2 separate regions of the Lactuca sativa genome follow, and region 1 is linked to region 2. The links are chromatin contacts, called in public Hi-C maps. All regions are on one chromosome and are shown on one strand. The core of a region is the stretch at or near the end of the contact, and the rest is flanking DNA. Distances in the headings are between cores, read along the strand shown. Region 1 holds the start of LOC111911887 (transcription factor GAMYB). Region 2 holds the start of LOC111913787 (kinesin-like protein KIN-12E).

Region 1 (5,710 bases), core at 2,075-4,574, 220 kb before region 2:
GGGTAAATCGGTAAACCTGCACGCTGTCGTCTCTTGGTTCTTGTGTTCCAGAAATTCTTGATTTCATTATCTGTACGTCCGGGTAACTGATAACAAAAACCAATCACCATTTTATTTTATTACACTATAAATAAACTTACATAATTTCAGTTCAACTACAAATATACACACACAACTTTTGCATTTCGCATGTCCGTCTAATTAGCAAGAAATAGCAACATACTTTCATTTAAATGTTCAGCAACTACTTAAGTCTTTATCACCATAATTAGCTTTAAACATGCCCAAATACTAGCTTCTTCTTAATCTTCTCCTTATTCTTATACAACACAAACTTCATCCACTAACAGGACTCAAGTTTTTCCTCATAAAGTTTCTATCAATCTACAACCAACTTCTTCAAGGTTTTAGAAACTCATTTGCTCCTACTACTTCACTAATTGCCTACAGGAACTGTTGTCAAAATAAATTATTTCTTTCTGTAGGAAGTGCTTAATGAACAAATGTTTTATAAAAATACTTCTATACTTTCTTTATATAAATAATGATAAGTGATCTTAAATATTTGATAGAACTAATTATGAATGTTTCAAATAATTAAATACAACATATTTGACATATGTAAAAAAAACTAAAACATGTAACAATTTGACTCATCGATTTCTATGTTTCCAAGTTCAAGGTCATACACATGTATGCATATAAATTTACACATTATCACATACTTGGGGAATTGGATGGGACAAATAAATGAGGGAAAATTTGTAAAAGATTAGGACTTAATGGGGAGACTCTCATTTCCCTGACTTTCTCTATTAAGTAAAAAAGAAACGTTAATATGTATGTATAGCTTCCTCCTCATTAAGTTTATTAAGTCAAAAAGAAACACACCTTAGATACCCTACTTTCAAGCATTCCTATCTTAGCAAGAAGCATAGAAGAAAGTTCTAACTATGCATAATCAGTTTTCCATTAACCTTGATTTATCATATAGCAAGACCAACTCAAGGGGAATACTTGAAATTATGCACAGACATATATAATCATTCAGCTCATGGAACAGGTCAGAATGTGTATGGTGGAAAGAAATAAAACTAAAACAGAACATCAAACATGAGAGTTACTATTGCCAAACTTATTTCTCAGATTTTCTTAGAATCTTTTTCTCAAGTGCTGAAGACATATGCTTAGTAGGATGTCTTTGTATGTATATAATATGCTATTAAATGTGTGTATGTATGCATGTCTACTTACAAATGTGGACTTATTGTGAAGAACAATCAAAAGAAAGCAAGGAATAATAAGTTTGGACATGCAAACACACATATAATATCAATTTACATTCACAAAAGAATATCAATGCATGCAAGTTGCTTGGATATAGCAGCTAAGGAAGGACTGGAATTAAAAAAAGAAAAAACTGCAAATGTAATTGGGAAGCACCTCAATAGCCATGCGTGCCCATTTGTTCCCCATTTTAGCATGGAGTTCAATGATCCGGCGTTCCTCCTCTGGTGTAAAGGCACCTTTTTTGAGATCAGGTCTTAAGTGATTTGCCCACCTTAAACGACAGCTTTTACCACAACGAGAAAGCCCAGAGTGCTTCTGAACAGCATTCCAATTCCCCTCTCCGTTTTTGTTCACATAATCCACCAAAATTGCATCTTCAGCAGATGTCCATGGACCTTTCTTCAGTGTCCCATTTCCTATCATGTTTCTTTCACTGCTGGCTTCATCATTCGGTGAATTTATTCTCTCCTCGCTTTCACTTGTCATGTTGCTCATCTTCATAACACACACATGACAAACAAACATATAGCTATCTATCAGCAGAGTGGAACAAATCTTTCCAAATACTAACAAACTTTTAAGAGGTGTCATTTTAGAACTAAAACTTCTTCTGCACCTTCAAGTTATAATAATCACTTTTCATGGAAAATCTTCATTAGTAACAAAGTAGTAAGATAAAATAAGGGTATATAAGTAGTTTTTCTCTACCCTTTGATTTGATGATTAATTTTGTTGCTGCTACCTGCTAACTAGTATGAAACTAGAAACTCATCATTGTCGCTTGAAGTTAAATAAGCACTTTCAAAAAGCCCATCCAAACAGCCTCTAATACTAAGGAACTATTGTAATAGAATATGAATTCATCATGTCAGGATTGAATACTCAACAGATTTCTTTAAAACAATATCTAAAACCCACAATTGCCTCTGAAAACTGAATAAAAATTGGCAAGAAATAATCCAGCATCAAGTAAGAAATGGACCTATCACCTATCATGTAGAGGCTCTTCACCTCACCCCAAATCCCACAAAAAACAGTAGCACATAGATTCATTTTTCTAACATCAAAAATCACTTCCAATTTACCATATAAAGCAATTAAACTACTCTATCAAACCCACATGAATAATATTTATTAATAACTTTGCTTAGTCTCCATTAATACGCTTCCTGATATTTAATATCATAATAAATAAAAGACCGGAAGAATCGAGCTTACTATAAGTGAATAAACTCACTCGCACAGTTTTACATCCATAAGAAGAAAAAAAAATCTGAAATTGGAAGGCAAGCGAGGGTTTTACCTTAACGAAGAACGCTAGATTGCTGAAGAAATATCAATTCCTCGTCATTGGACAAACAATAAATGGTGGACACACTGATAGAAACTGTAAATTGAATTCAATCTAATAAGCAAAAAAAGAAACACAACTAACAGCTAAAGCCACAAACTTCGCTGGAATTACGATGAATTCAATATCAAACTAAAATCCTCAATTCCAACACTTGATTGCTGAATTCAAATCTGGTAGTAGCTAAAATACCGTAAAAAGAATCTATATATCCCCTAATAATAGACCCATATGCAGATCTAGTTGAAATCAAAAGCAAACGGAATGGGACAATCGAAAATCAAAAAGAAAAAAAAAGAAAAAATAATAAGAAGAAGCAGAACAAGAGGAACACCAATGTCAAAGTGAATGGTTTGAGGAAAGGGATACAGGATTAATTCGTTTCTCAGACCCTAGCCGTGATCAGTAAAGAAAAAGACCGAGGATCCAATCATAGAATTTTTCAAGGATTACACTTATACATACACATATATACAGATTTCATCAACATTTGGGATTCAAAATAAAAAAAATGAGAGAGAGAGAGAGAGAGAGAGAGAGAGAGAGAGAGAGAGAGAGAGAGAGAGAGGCGTAAAGGGCTATGAGAAGAAGCAATGTTGGAATGAAGAGAGAGAGAGAGAGGAGAGAGAGAGAGAGATGGCAAATAAAGAGGAAAAATAGGAGATAGATGAGGATGGAGTACCAGCTTCGCCTACTCCCTCAGGTTACTTTTAGAGTTTTAAACCTCCTTTTATTACTACTTTCTTTATTAATGCTTTACTTTACATGTGTCACATCTTTGGTCCCTCAACTATTATACTTCGTCTTTTTTGCTTTCAAGTTCTAGTAGATTAACGCCATCTAAATAGGCTTAGTTAATATAACCATATATAAAGAAAACAATATAGATCTCATATATATATATATATATATATATATATATATATATATATATATATATATATATATATATATATATATATATATATATATATATATATATATATATATATATATATATATATATATATATATATATATATAGGAAAAGTGAATATACCCTTAAGGGTATATAAGCTTAGGTACCCAAAGACACTATAATATGTCGTTTAGTTTCATATATTCATTATAATGTTCTTAAATTTCAACCCCTAACTTGATCTACTTTCAAGATTTTCGAAATTTCACTATTATCTTTCTTTTATATCACATCTTTTTGCCGAACACCTGTTAGACTATATATATTGTAGTTGAAAATGAAAACTATGTAAGAGAAAGATACTTGTGTAATTTACAAAAATAATGAAAGTAAATCAAGTTAGAAGTTAACTTATAAGAACATTAGACAAATAGAATGTATTATATGATACAAAACGACATAGCATGATGAGTTTGAGTACCTAAGCTTATATATATATATATATATATATATATATATATATATATATATATATATATATATATATATATATATAATTAAAAGGATATTATTGTTTTAATAATAACTTTTGTAACCATAATCTAATATATTATTTATATATGAAATTAAAATTAACAAAAATATATATAAACCGATCAAACCAATATAAATATCAATATTATCTTGTCTATTTTAACTTTTTAATTTTTATTCGTGGAGTCTTATTATTATAAATAATAAGACTGAACCAAAAGAATAAAATTATCCTTATAATTTGAGATTTTTTATAGACCCGATTTTTTTTTGAAAAGTTATATATATATATATATATATATATATATATATATATATATATATATATATATATATATATATATATATATATATATATATATATATATATATATATATATAACAAAATAACTTTATATTAGTTATCATCATACAACGAGTAAAAACGGGCAACAAGTTGCGCAGCTAAGCTTTTTTGTATGGTAAAACTAGTTGTTTTGAAGAATACATCCATAGATTTAAGAGATATAACATTTTTATGCATGATTCGTTGTACTCTATTAAGAAACTTCGTCGTATCCGACGCGAGGAAACCAAACGTATCAAATGCAAATGGTATGAACATGTGTTGATTTTTCATGTATGATTTCTTATGTTTGGTGACTTTGTCTGTAACAGCTTTTAAAATAGCATGTCCCGCTACAAAAAGATTGTGCCTAAATTTTAATATTGTAATTACCAAAGTATATAAAAACTTAAAACACCTCAAAATTCCATATAATAATTTCAAAATTTACATACGAAAATATTGGATATAAATCCAACTTTAAACAAATTCAAAAAGTTTTGCTTGTAATTTACAAGAACACATTAACATTATAAGCCTTGTAGACGTAAAATAATGTTTTTACTAATTAGCATTGGCCATCCCTTGTTTTACTTGGTAAAATAGTCTCTATTTTGGTGTGACTCGTTCTTCCGTTTATATTTCATATTGGTCACACACATATCATTAAATTACTAACGTGACCCCTACAAAATATCACCAAACATTTAATTTGTTGTAGTTTGGATTTCTTGTATTGCATATGCCTTGTTAAAGCATTTACCGAGTATTCCCAATCGGTGGTGTACTCCTTTTGGTGGAGCAAAAAGCCTTTACAAGTCTTCACGTTTTGTTTGGTTCCTACTACTCGCACTCGTGCAACCTATCAAATATCCAAATGCTTCGAGCTTAATCATCTAGTTCACAAATTGTTATAAAAAAATAAAACATATGAAAATCTGGATGTCCTATTTTAGTTGCATACGAGAACGAAAGATTTAAAGATTTATGCCCTTGTATTTTTATTAATAAAACCGCAAAGCTCCGTGTGGTTTGCAAAAAACTATGAATAAGATCCAAAAAATTTCCGACTTGTATGAATAATCCAAAATCAAGAAGTTTCTATATCTTTTGTTTGTTTTTATTTTGGATTTTTTTTCATATTTCCTTTAATAAGTTATTATTATTATTGAAACGGCAAATCTATCTTACTCCTAAACTACACCTTAAATACACCTATGTCCATAACGAGACTTGAACCGTCAACCTCAAGGAGGGAGGGCAATACCAGATACCGCTGAGCTAGAAGCCCTTTGGTTAATAAGTTATTAAT
Region 2 (5,447 bases), core at 2,082-4,581:
ATACTTGGGGTAATTTAAATTACATAAGTTATGTTGCAACTTTTCATTACAGAATGAAAATAAAGTAAAAGAATCTACCCAGGCTAAGGAATGAAAATTAACAAGACAGAAAGGAATCACTTTTTTTCTTCAGAAAGGGTGAGGGTCCATTTCATTCCATCTAATAAAACAAACAGTTTGTTTATTCTAATAGAATGAATTTTATTCTTTTCCTGATTGTAACATAACAGAACATGATTTTATTCCAACATGCAATTAGAAACATAAACTATTGATACTGACTACTGAGAAGTGAGAACTCAGAGTGGACCTGAATAAGTTGTTGTATCACATCTCTAGCACTTGTAACCTCAATCTCCTTGAGATTATCAACATACACCCCTTTCTTAGTGTCTTCTCTTATCTGAAATATATACAGAACTTTAATATATTTTATGTAGCAAGAAAATCATAAATTGTGTTTGATACTTATTTATGATGAGTAATCAAACAAGAACTTTATGTCAATACACATGAGTTCAACGTTAAATTTGTAATGTCATAAAAGACCCATACAAAACTAGCTCTTCAATAATCATGTAATACTTCTATTAAAAAGAAAAGGGTTAAAGCAAAAAATAGCAATGTACTTCCATTGATTTGTTTATTATTGTATCCCACTTTCATTTCTTCCTATTAGAGCATTGTACTTTGGAGAATCTACCCAACTCTGGCAATGTCATCCAAAACAAAAGCAGTTTCACTGCTATAATTGGATACGAAGTCCTAATTGAAAATATATATATATATATATATATATATATATATATATATATATGGAAGTAGAATGCTATAATTGAGCAGATATTTCAAGGTCAATGCCTTAACAAGAATGGTTACAATGTTGTAATATATATATATATATATATATATATATATAGTAAACTAATAAAGGAAAGTAAATTAATAGTTGAAAAGGAGAGAAATAAAGTTATGGTAAGTGTGACCTGTAAATTGGTGGATGATGGATCTAACAGGTCAAGGATTTGCTCATTGTATATCTCCAAAAACGAGCATTTGCAAGTGTATTGTATTTTTTCTTCCCTCCGAGCCTCTTTTTCCTGCAAAACCTCGGTTGGACACACACATCAGTATCACATTAGATTGTGAACAAGATCTTTTATAAGAATCTCTACCATGACAACAGAATAACTTGTACAATTATTTAGGAAAAAAAAAACAAACAAACAAACTTATTGTACAATTTATGTACATGCCAAAATTCTCATCATAGAGAGAGGCAAAAGGAACTCAAGGAAAATTTTTAGATGAGTTTATATAGCATCCTACTTTTACTGCTTCCTATTACACCATTGTACTTTTATTAATCTACCCAATTATAGCAATGTTATACAAATACAAAGCCATTTTCACTGCAATAATTATTGGGAGTATAATGTCATGTTAGAAAAAATAAATAAATAACTGTTATATTTTGGTAGATTTTTTAAAGTACAATGTGTTAGTATAAAAAAAAGAGTGAAATACAATGTTGCAACAGAAAAAAAAAAAAAAAATGAAAGTAGGCAAACATATAAATGACAGTATGTTGTTATTTCTTGCATCTTACCTTTTGTATCCGCGTAAACAGATACTCAAAGACCCTAGGTGTCATCCCAGAATTGACACTATGTCTTCGAGAGCCTCCATCGATATCCCCAAGCATAGTGTGGGTCTTTCCACTACCAGTCTAAAGTTAAACAGTTACAATAATGTTACAAAAAAGTAAGTTTCCCCACCTAGAATTTTGCAAGAAGAACAAAAAATAATAAAAGCAAATTTTAGGAAACACCAACATAATCTCTACCCATAATAACAATGCAGTTACATTTCTTTCCTGAAAATAAAAACACCTACCCCAAAACTTGTAAAGTGCTTACAAGTTCATTTTCCATTTTCTATTACAAAAAGATAAGTATGTTACCAGTTTGGATAAGGAACTGCAGAGTGTTGTTATTGTGTGTAAATTAATGCAAGTAACTTGCTATTCTATTCTATATATAAAGCAGATTTCACATGTTTAGGTTACATATTGGGATTATCGGTGAAAAGTACATCTTTATTATGAGTGAAGAACCAAAGTATGTTGCTACTATGGATAAAAAATAACATTCACGGTATATTAGTAAGAAGAGTAAAGTATGTTGCTAGTTCCTGCAATTTGTCCATAATAAACTGTAATCTATATTAATATTCAATCAATCAATCAACTATAAGCAGAAATGTAGAAAATAGAACAAAAAAATTGGCAGACTCACTTGGCCATAAGCAAACATGCAGCTATTGTAGCCTCCCATGCAGTTTTCCACCATTGGTACTCCAGCAACTTTGAACATCATTTCCTACAATATTATTGGTTCATGAAAGAAACACACAAATGAAACACATCTGGCTATCATGTTCTTCAGCAGCATGTAATGCTTTGAAAGATCTACCCAATTATAGGAACATCCTCAAATACAAACCAATTTTAACTTATAATGTCCTAATAAATATAAACTTTAAGTAGTACAACGTTCTTGAATTGTACAATGCTGTGTAGAAAGAAAATTAAAAGTAGGATGTTATAATCCACAAATAAACAGAAGTACCTGGCTAACATGTTCATCAGCAACATGGTCAAAGGTAAAGCGTGCTTCTGGGGGACCAGTCCATGTAATAGTTTGACTACTTCCCTGTTTGACACATCTACTTGGTCCCTGGACAGCAATCTCAGAATCGCTAAGAGGACGTACTCTTATGATAACCTGCATTCAGTAACATTTCAGGAATAATTTTTTTAAATTTTGTCTTAGAAATTTTAAATTTCAGGAAGCTAAGAACCAATTGATCGTCAACATAGTTTATCAGAATAAAAATAAAATAGCTTGGAATGAAACCATGAGAAGAATCTATAAGTTATAAAACTTTGGCTAGCCTCGTCATTATGTTGAACTAATTTGTCAAATAGAAACCCTAAATCAGTGAGTAGTACCTGCACATTATGGTCTTTCCAGAAGGCTGGATCTTCTCGGAACTCAAAACTATCGTTCAGATTGACCGCAATAGATGAATAATCGCCCCTATCTCTGAAAATGGAAACGGCAGATGAATTCAAAGGCGTCTCTTTCATTACTGACTTGAGAAGATCTGGCGTGCCCCTGATCGGTGGCTGCATCGATTCCGATGGACGGCAATGTTCTTGGTAACCAAATCTAGTCTTGAAGTCGCTCGAAGTCTCAGAAATGTGTGGCATTGAGCTGATGAGAGAGAGAGAGAGAGAGAGAGAGAGAGAGAGAGAGAGAGAGAGAGAGAGAGATTTGGGTTTGGATTCAAATGGAGTGGGAGTGTGGAACGTTCGGGGGTTTCAACCTTTCAATATTTGAAAATTTTGAAATGCGGAGGCCGCGTCTGGTTTGAATTATTCGAGTCTAAAAACTAAAAAGTACATGTTTAGTCCCTCAACTCTTAACTTTAATCAATATTTTTCTTTTTTCCCAATTTTTCTATGTCGGTATGGTAATGCATAAATAGACGTAATTAAAGGTGTTTTAGGGGGTGTTTGGATAGGGAAAAAAATGGTGTTTAGTGTTTATTGTTTATTGTTTATTGTTTATTCCTATCATGATAAGTTAAGTTTAAGTGTTTTGATATAGATCCTTAAAAATCACTTCATTATGGTAGAGATAAACTAAATAAGTTTATTTTAATAAGCATCTCCCTCTTTGTTTATTTCTTATTCTCACGACAAATAATCTAATAAGCAATAAGATAATAATAATAATTTAATTTATCCAAACACCCCCTTAATGTGTAACAATTGGTTCCTCGTATGTATTTAAACTTCTAAATTATTTAATTTTGTAGAGCAACTCGACGAGTTGGTAGCCCCAACTCGTCGTGTTGAAATGTTATGGACCGCGTGTTTTAAGTAACCAACTCGACGAGTTAGGAGGCCTCAACTCAACAAGTTGTCTGGAAGAAATGAAACCCTAATTTCGGGGTTTTGCACCCTATTTAAACAACTTAAGCCCTATAAGTTGGCCTCATTTCCAGCCTTCACTATCCTAAACCCTAACCTCGAAACCCTAAGGCATCTTTGAGTGATTGTGAGCCATTTTTTTATGTGTTGTGTGTGTTTGAAGTCATTAGAAGAAATGGGAGCTTGGAGATACAAGAAGGAGCTGCTAGATCCAGAATCCTTGCTTCATTTTCAACATCTTTCTGGTAAAAAGTCTCAACCTTGCTTTGTGGTTACTTAGATCTTCATCTTAGTGTTCTTTTGCTTGTTTTTGTCCAAATGAAGTGGTCATTGGGAGTTGGATGTCCCATATGGACAGACCCTTTCAGATCCAAGGTCTTAAGGAGCTTTCATAGCATAAAGGTGCCAACTTTATGGCCCTAAGAGCTCTATGCACCTTCTAAGCCCTTGTTTTGGCCTCTTAAGCTTCATTTGGCCATGCATGACCTTACGTGACCTTTTAGCCTTTACGTGACCTTTTAGCCTTTAAGGTCCATATTTGTGTTCATAAGTTGTATCTTGAAGATATGGTGGTTTTTTGGATTAAGGCTTAAGTTGTTTAGGATTAGGGTTTGAGCTTAATGCCTTTGGGGTGGTTCTTCATGGGTAAAGTTGGAAACTTTACCCTTCTAGACGCATTATCAGTCTAGATCTGGAAGATAGGGCTTCGGTTTGAAGAATAGTGGCTTAATGCTTTAAGCGGGTTGGCTGATCGAAGAACTCGACAAGTTCTTAAGGGAACTCGGCAATTTAGGTTGGGTTGTCCCAGTTATGTTGAAAAAGGAGGAACTCGGCGAGTTAAAGGGAAACTCGAAGAGTTGGATCGAAATATCACGATGTTGTGCTTGATGGAAACTCAACGAGTTATGGGATAACTCGACGAGTTGAGTCAACTCAGAGCGTTGACTTCAACTTCGACTTTGACTTTGACTTTGGTCAAGTTTGACCTTTTATAGTTTTTGAAGTATGGATCGGTATCTAAGGAATTGTTTATGTTTAGGGGTTGAGTAGAGTTGTTTCCGAGGACGGGGATTTATCTAGTTATATTTCAGCATTCGAGGTGAGTTTCCTTACCGGGTTTAGTGGATCGAAGGCACCAAGCCCGGCCCATGTTTACATTATGTTGTTAGTATGCTGTGACAACCTAAAATTCTTCCCGTCATTGTAACCCGTTCCGTCAATAAAATTCGTCGTTTTCGAATTGTTTCCGTTTCGTTATTAAATTAATTCATTAAATTTGAGTCGTTTATTATGAATTAATGGGTGTTCAAACACGATAATAACTCAAGAAAATATTCCAAATTAACAATTAGAAAAATTTTAGTTTCGACCATATCGGGTTACGGCAACTTTATCGGGTGCGACCAAAAGCATCGTATAACGTCAGTATCGGGTAGAATTCCACCGT

The links. A called contact is a pair of places that touch in the nucleus more often than the background predicts.
Region 1: a contact with region 2 is called in a Hi-C map of leaf, with 6 times the contacts expected there. The contact joins the promoter of LOC111911887 here to the promoter of LOC111913787 in region 2. A contact is called at or near these places in 2 of 4 Hi-C or Micro-C datasets (bud and leaf).

What each region holds. Positions count from the first base shown.
Region 1 is chr2:95,327,510-95,333,219 of Lsat_Salinas_v11, reverse strand. It overlaps LOC111911887 (transcription factor GAMYB), which reads right to left and starts at 3,324. Exons shown (of 4, transcript XM_023907634.3): 1 at 2,594-3,324; 2 at 1,444-1,785; 3 at 1-86. The coding sequence starts at 1,785.
Region 2 is chr2:95,105,970-95,111,416 of Lsat_Salinas_v11, reverse strand. It overlaps LOC111913787 (kinesin-like protein KIN-12E), which reads right to left and starts at 3,331. Exons shown (of 20, transcript XM_023909499.3): 1 at 3,014-3,331; 2 at 2,631-2,786; 3 at 2,298-2,381; 4 at 1,610-1,729; 5 at 987-1,100; 6 at 311-403. The coding sequence starts at 3,274.